2 separate regions of the Macaca mulatta genome follow, and region 2 is linked to region 1. The links are chromatin contacts, called in public Hi-C maps. All regions are on one chromosome and are shown on one strand. Each heading gives the region's core, a stretch centred on a gene start, on an enhancer-like site or on the middle of the called end of the contact. The rest is flanking DNA. Distances are from core to core; before and after follow the strand shown.

The links. Hi-C and Micro-C count contacts between places; a contact is called where the count stands out from the background.
Region 2: a Hi-C map of fetal cortex germinal zone shows a contact between it and region 1, with 1.8 times the contacts expected there. The contact joins two enhancer-like sites. A contact is called at or near these places in 3 of 14 Hi-C or Micro-C datasets (fetal cortex germinal zone, fetal cortical plate and liver).

The regions. Positions count from the first base shown.
Region 1 is chr1:191,914,585-191,917,662 of T2T-MMU8v2.0, reverse strand. It overlaps a transcript of BEND5 not described here. Among named protein-coding and RNA genes, the nearest start is that of BEND5, 81 kb to the right of the region's middle. Within about 2 kb of position 1,347, at least 2 of the 40 cell types and tissues checked have an H3K27ac peak or open chromatin away from gene starts, as enhancers often do. A contact at or near this core is called in fetal cortex germinal zone, where this site is marked.
Region 2 is chr1:192,049,414-192,052,388 of T2T-MMU8v2.0, reverse strand. It overlaps a transcript of BEND5 not described here. Among named protein-coding and RNA genes, the nearest start is that of SPATA6, 81 kb to the left of the region's middle. Within about 2 kb of position 1,473, at least 2 of the 40 cell types and tissues checked have an H3K27ac peak or open chromatin away from gene starts, as enhancers often do. A contact at or near this core is called in fetal cortex germinal zone, where this site is marked.

The DNA of each region.
Region 1 (3,078 bases), core at 98-2,597:
TACCTGTTCTGTCCCCTGACCTGCTTTTTTCCCTATGCAACTGAAAACAAAAAACAAAAAACAAGAAACAAAACAAAACAAAACAAAAAACACGGCAGAGTCTGTGGTTTGGAGTGTGGCAGCTCTCACTGGCACTGCTTTCTTGGACTCTTGATATGCTAACACATGTACAGGCAGTTGTCCTCCTAGTCCTGGTGCACAAATGAGTGTACCCCACCTCTCAGGAATCCTACAGCAGCAGAGAAACAGTGGTGGATCGGAAAGGATGGGTGAGGATTGAGAGACAGGATATGAATATCTGTAGCTGACTATCACTGGAGATGCGGAACTACTGAGAATGTTTTTTAAAAAGCATCATGGATTTAGATGCCAGGTTCAGTACTTGCTAGGTGTGTGTGTAATTTAACTTCTTTAGTTGTGTGTGCAAATTAACTTCTTTAAAGTATTGCTGTTCTTGATCACAAAATGGGGATAATCATCGTACCTTCCTCCTGAGATGGGGAGAAATAAGATGAGATGCTGTATGCAATCCTGGTACTTTGCACAGTGCCTATCACATAGTCAGCGCATGGTGACTGGGGGCTCTAGTTTCTTGCAACAGTCCTTTCATGGTTCTGAGACTAACAGTTTTCCTCCAGGAGCAAAGAGAATTGCTTCCTCTTTTCCTGATACTATGCTTTATCCATTTATCCTACCAATACCCATCAGCTTCCTCTCTGGGCCAGGCCCTGGGCCAGGCATTAGGGGTCCAGAGGATGATAAGGCACCATCTAGCAAGATCTCTTGGAACTTTCCTGACTCTCCTCTTCTGACTCAGCCGCCCGATCCCCGATAACCCCCTCTAGCAAATGAAAGTCCTTTTTTGAATTCCCACAGCAGCCTCTTGCACACACCTCTGTACAGCACTCATCCCACCATTTTAAAATCACCAACGTACCTTTCTGTCTCTTGACCACATTAATTGAAATAAACCTCACCTGGTTATTCTAAGCTCTCTCCTGCTGCACTCCTCCCCACCCTACTGGCTCTTTTCTGTTCAAGGATTACACTATCGAAGATTCAAGAGCACAAGATTCTGTTTTCCTCAGAGTCCATGACTGTGTCACTCAGAGAATACAGGACTCTGTGACCGGGCTTTACCAAGATTCTAAACTTCCAGGTTCCTGACCTGCAGAGAGTCCCCTGCTGGAAGGTGTCTGCTTCAATTCCCCTGCATTTGCAGAGACACACAGAGCCCTGAGAGCCTTCCAGTTCCTAGTTCCCCAGCTGGTGAAAGATGCCCACGTCAGACTAATCACCTTCTAAACAAATGGCACAGTGACAAGCAGGGTGGGGGGAGAGCTGGGGCCGCACAAGCTGGTGTTTTCAATTTAGAGGCCATGCATTATTTACACTGCCATTATTCCCCTCAATTTGACTTCACGCTTTAGCCCTAATTTCAGTATAATCAAAGCCAATGAATATTTAATCAGGATTGCTTCCAGAAATTGAGTAATGCCATTAACATAATGGCCCCAGGACTTCAAAGCTGCTTTCCTTCAAATGCATCTGACTTACACCTTTCCCCACCCCCTTCCCTTTAACCAATTCTATTATGGAATGGAAGGGAGTTTGGGACAGCAGACCGGCCCACTACTGCTTTGCACAGATGTCAGAAAGGTGGCTGGTACAGGAGAGCAGTGCTGGAATGGGAGTTTGAACACTGGCCTCAATGAGAGAGACTCAGAAGAGGACAGCTAAATTCTGTGAGTGGACTCATTTTAAGGCACCCCCATTTATGAAAATACCAAGCTTTAAGCCACATCCCCAAGGTGCTGCAAAGACAGATTTTTAGTTTCTAAGCACAGTCAGGTTTGGTAAGTACTAGCCTAGACCACCACTGGCCCCTAAACCCCCTACACCCCCATCCCTACTCTTCACCAAGAGTGGACTCCACTTGACCCACTGGCCTGCATGGCCAGGGAGCTCGGCGCCACCTGGATTCATCTTTAAACATGGCTGTTTGAAGGGCCTTCTCATTAGGAGCAGAAGCCCGCCTCCTAATGCTACGGCTGTCTGCGCTGGTCCTGACCCTGTCCTGGCTCCACAGAGCCAGGGTGCTTCTTCTGTCCCAGGGCAGTTGGGAAAGGAGGTATTCAAAATATTAGAGATATCTTATCTCTCTGTGTGTCCTGTCCCTCAAGTAGCCACCTGCCAGGTGCCCAGCCAGGCTTTGTGGGGAATGCACACACATCTGAACAACCTGCTTCCACTTTCCCCCAAGAGGCCACGTGAGCAATCAGGCGATCACGCAAATTTTCCAAAGCACTATTACACTTGCCACTCACATTGAGCTTGGAAGGATCCACATCATCGAGCTGGTGACCTTCCCAAGGTCACTCAGCAAGGTGGCTCTAGGACCTGGAAGGATCTATGGGTGTTAGATGTTAAAACTAGGGGCTTTCTTAGGACCTTTAGGTCAACCTTATTGTACAAAAAGGGAAATGAGGCCCAATGTCATACCTGGACAGTGGGAGGATAGGGCTTCAAATACAGTTACTGGGGCCTTAGATTCCTTGCCTGATGTCTTTTCCTTTATAAAACCGCCACCACCACTACCACCACCACCTGTGGTCACCAATGCAGGAAGAAGTACCCAAGTGCAGGAAGCATACCCAAGCACTTGCTCACTTGAAAAGCGGGACACAGGACTCAGGAGATGGAAATATTCCCAGGAGGGGCTTCACTCAGCGTCTGTTGGGAGATCAGGCATCACCGGAGTGAGAAAGTGAGAGAGTTGAGGAGTTTATAGAAATCACAGTAATGTGGCCTACATATATAGCCTGGTCTGTAGTGAAAATGAGAGGTGGTTGTGCTTCAAGCACACAGAATCAAGGGTAGCCCTTGAAAAATCTTAGCCACCTCCCGGTGTCCCTGACTTCCTTCTCCATGGCCCCTCCTCCCTGGGGAAGCCCTTGCTGGCACCCTTTGCAGTGCTGGGTGTCCCTCGCCTCACTCCCACAGCTTATGTGCTCCCCTTCTCCCCCTCTATCGCCAGCTACATGCACTCAGGCCTCCCTCCCTAGACTGCAGACTCCT
Region 2 (2,975 bases), core at 224-2,723, 130 kb before region 1:
TCAGGCCTTCAGCCTTAGACATATCAGCTCTCCTGGGACTCCAACTCATTGACTGCAGATTTGGGACTTCTCAGTCTCCATAATTGCATAAGCCTATTCTTTATAATAAATGTCTTTATGCATATAATCTCTTTACATATATATATGAAAGCAGAACCAAAAGGAGATATAGATGTAGATATGGATATAGACGTAGACATAGATATAGATATTGATATTGACATAAATATTCTATTGGTTCTATTTCTCTGGAGAACCCTGACTAATGCGACCATATTGCAGGCCTTGGGCTTGGCTTTCTGAAGAATGTTCCTCTCAATGGTGAGTAAAATGTCAAGTCTCCTCTACCACACCCAACTTTTCATTTCCTATATTCTTGGCTCTGCTGTTGATTATTGTTTTCTCACTAGAGGAAAGATACCGTAAGATATGGGAAAGAACAATTTCATAGAATCCTGCTACATGGAGCTAACAGAACCCTTAGAGATAATTAGGTTTCTTATTTCAGAGCAGTGAGGTGCCTGTCCATGGTTCTGTTCTTTGTAGACACTTGTGGAATGCCTTCCTGTTACTCCAACTCTCTCTTCTCCTCTTATTGAAGGCTTAACCTCCCTTTTAGACCCAGCTCAAAATCTGCTCCATTTAGAAGGTCTTCCCAGATTCCCCCAAGTTTGAATTCATTGCTCTGTTTTCTGTATCCCCACAGAATTCTGTTAATATCTTTTACTTAGCTTTAATTTGTTTTATAATTGGAGATAGATCAAGAGGCAGGTTAGGCAGATGGGGTACCAGATATTATTTGTAGTGGGATAATAAAGCATCAGTAAAAACAGAACAAGTTGGAGAAAATTATGTTCATCAGAATTCTTCACCAATATGTAACTGGAAGAAAATTGGAGACTCAGAGAGATAAGTAACTTCTTCTCAAATAATTCAGCTAGAAAGTAGCTGAGCTTGGATTCAAATCCAAGTCTGACTTCAAGATCCATGCTCTTGTTGGTTATTCATGCAATAATTTGTGTAAAATGTTAACTGTGTGCCAGGTACCATGCTAGACACTGGGATGCAAAAGTTCAAGCCTGGTTGTCCAGGGTTATGGCAGATAGTGGCAAAATACAATCAAATTCCTTGTGTTAGTCTTTGGTCTCTAGGTCTGAGACTTCTGTCTCACTGGGTGATTTCACCCTAGGATACTCCACAGCCAGTTCCACAGCTTTCTCTCTTTCCAAGAGCAGACAAGACGCTTTCTTAGAATAACCCCTTTGCCTACCCCAATATCTTTGGCTGTGCCCACTGTGGAAAGAGAGCCAGGCTGCTGCCAAGTTCATTAATAATTTTGGCTTTCTGGAGGAAGAAGTTGGATTGCTTTGCTCTTCAAATATCAAAACATCCAATTAACACAGCTAATTAGCATCACTAGCAGCAGTCAAAAGAATGGCAATTTAGATGCAGAATTTCAAAGGTTTCCTAGTTGTAGGCCAAGGCAACCCATCTCATGCTAATGACAAGAGTTACTCACTTAGGCAGTTCTATAGCAGACATCAATTAACCACTGGGCAGAGATTGGCCTCATCCCTGAGTCATTTGTCTAATCAGAACTGTGAATAGAGAAAAAGAGGCAGAATGAAAATGGAGAGAGGCAGAGAGGGAGAGAGGGAGATGACAGAAATAGAGTGAGGAGGTCCGAGAGAGGAGAGAGAGAGAATTAAAAGAGATAAACAGAGAGGAGGAGATACAGAGAGTAACAACACACAAAGACAAATTCTCAGAGAAAGTGACAGAGACAGAATTAGAAAGAGAAACAAAACGAAAAGGTGACTTACAGATAGATAAACAGACAGCCAATCAGATAGGTACATAGAAAAATACATTTCTTAAAACATACAGGAAGGACAGAGCAAAAAGCTTCTAGCCACCAGTAGCTCTGGAAATGTCGATGCTCATTGGGAAGCCTTAGCATTCTGATCTGTGAAGTCAGGCCTAGCTGTAAAAGTTTAAATCAAAATGTGGCAAAGCTTGGCTGCTGTAGCGGAATTCAAAAGAGGAAGAGACCAGGAGACTCAAACTAGAACTTTTCTCTTCCCTTCTCACACTGACAACTGGATTTCCTACGAGCCTTGATTTGTCTGTCGAAGGTCAAATATGCAGCCAGCGCTCCCACATTTGTGTACTTTCTCCTGTAAATTCAGTGAGCTCAATGATCAGGCCTATCATCAGCCAAGCGGGTACTGTTTTCTCCCTCAAGAAAAGAAACCAATGGATCTCCTACTGAGTCCACCCCAGACATGACTTTCCCATCTCTCCTTCTCTCCATTGCACGGCCTCTACCCCATTCAGGCCTCATGGTCACGTCGCTAGGTTACTGCAGCGGCCTCTGGTCTACTCTTGCTGCTATCAAATCCATTCTTATCACTGCTGCCAAAGCCATATGCCTAAGATGCAGAGCTGACTGTGTCCCTTTCTGACTTAAACCTTTTCAACAGTTCTGTACTTTCCCTGGTCCAAACCCATTAATTGTTGCAGTCAGGCCCTCCATCTAGGCTCCTGCTGCCTTCTCCTGACCCATCTCTCCCTTCTCCCCATTCCTCACTGACACCCCCACCACACCAGATGACATGGGGCTCCCAGATGCTCCACACTGTCTTCACCTCTGGGCTCGTCCTCATACTACTTGGCCCCTGTAATGCCTCAAATCCCTGTTCATTCTCTGTGCCTTTCTATGTCGATGCTTTTGTTTCCATACTTCCCCTGCCTATCAACCTGTTCTTTGTATTACTTCGTCTCTTAACCAGCATGTATACCAGGATCACAAAATCAAATGTCTTCAGAGGATAGATTCATAATGTAACTATGTGCAATGATAAGTATGAAACAATAGAAGGATCAGTGACAAGTGAGACAGTAAATGCCATGCTCAAAAACCTCAAGCTCAAAACTCAACCAACCAACCAACCAACTCACCAGCCAACAAAACA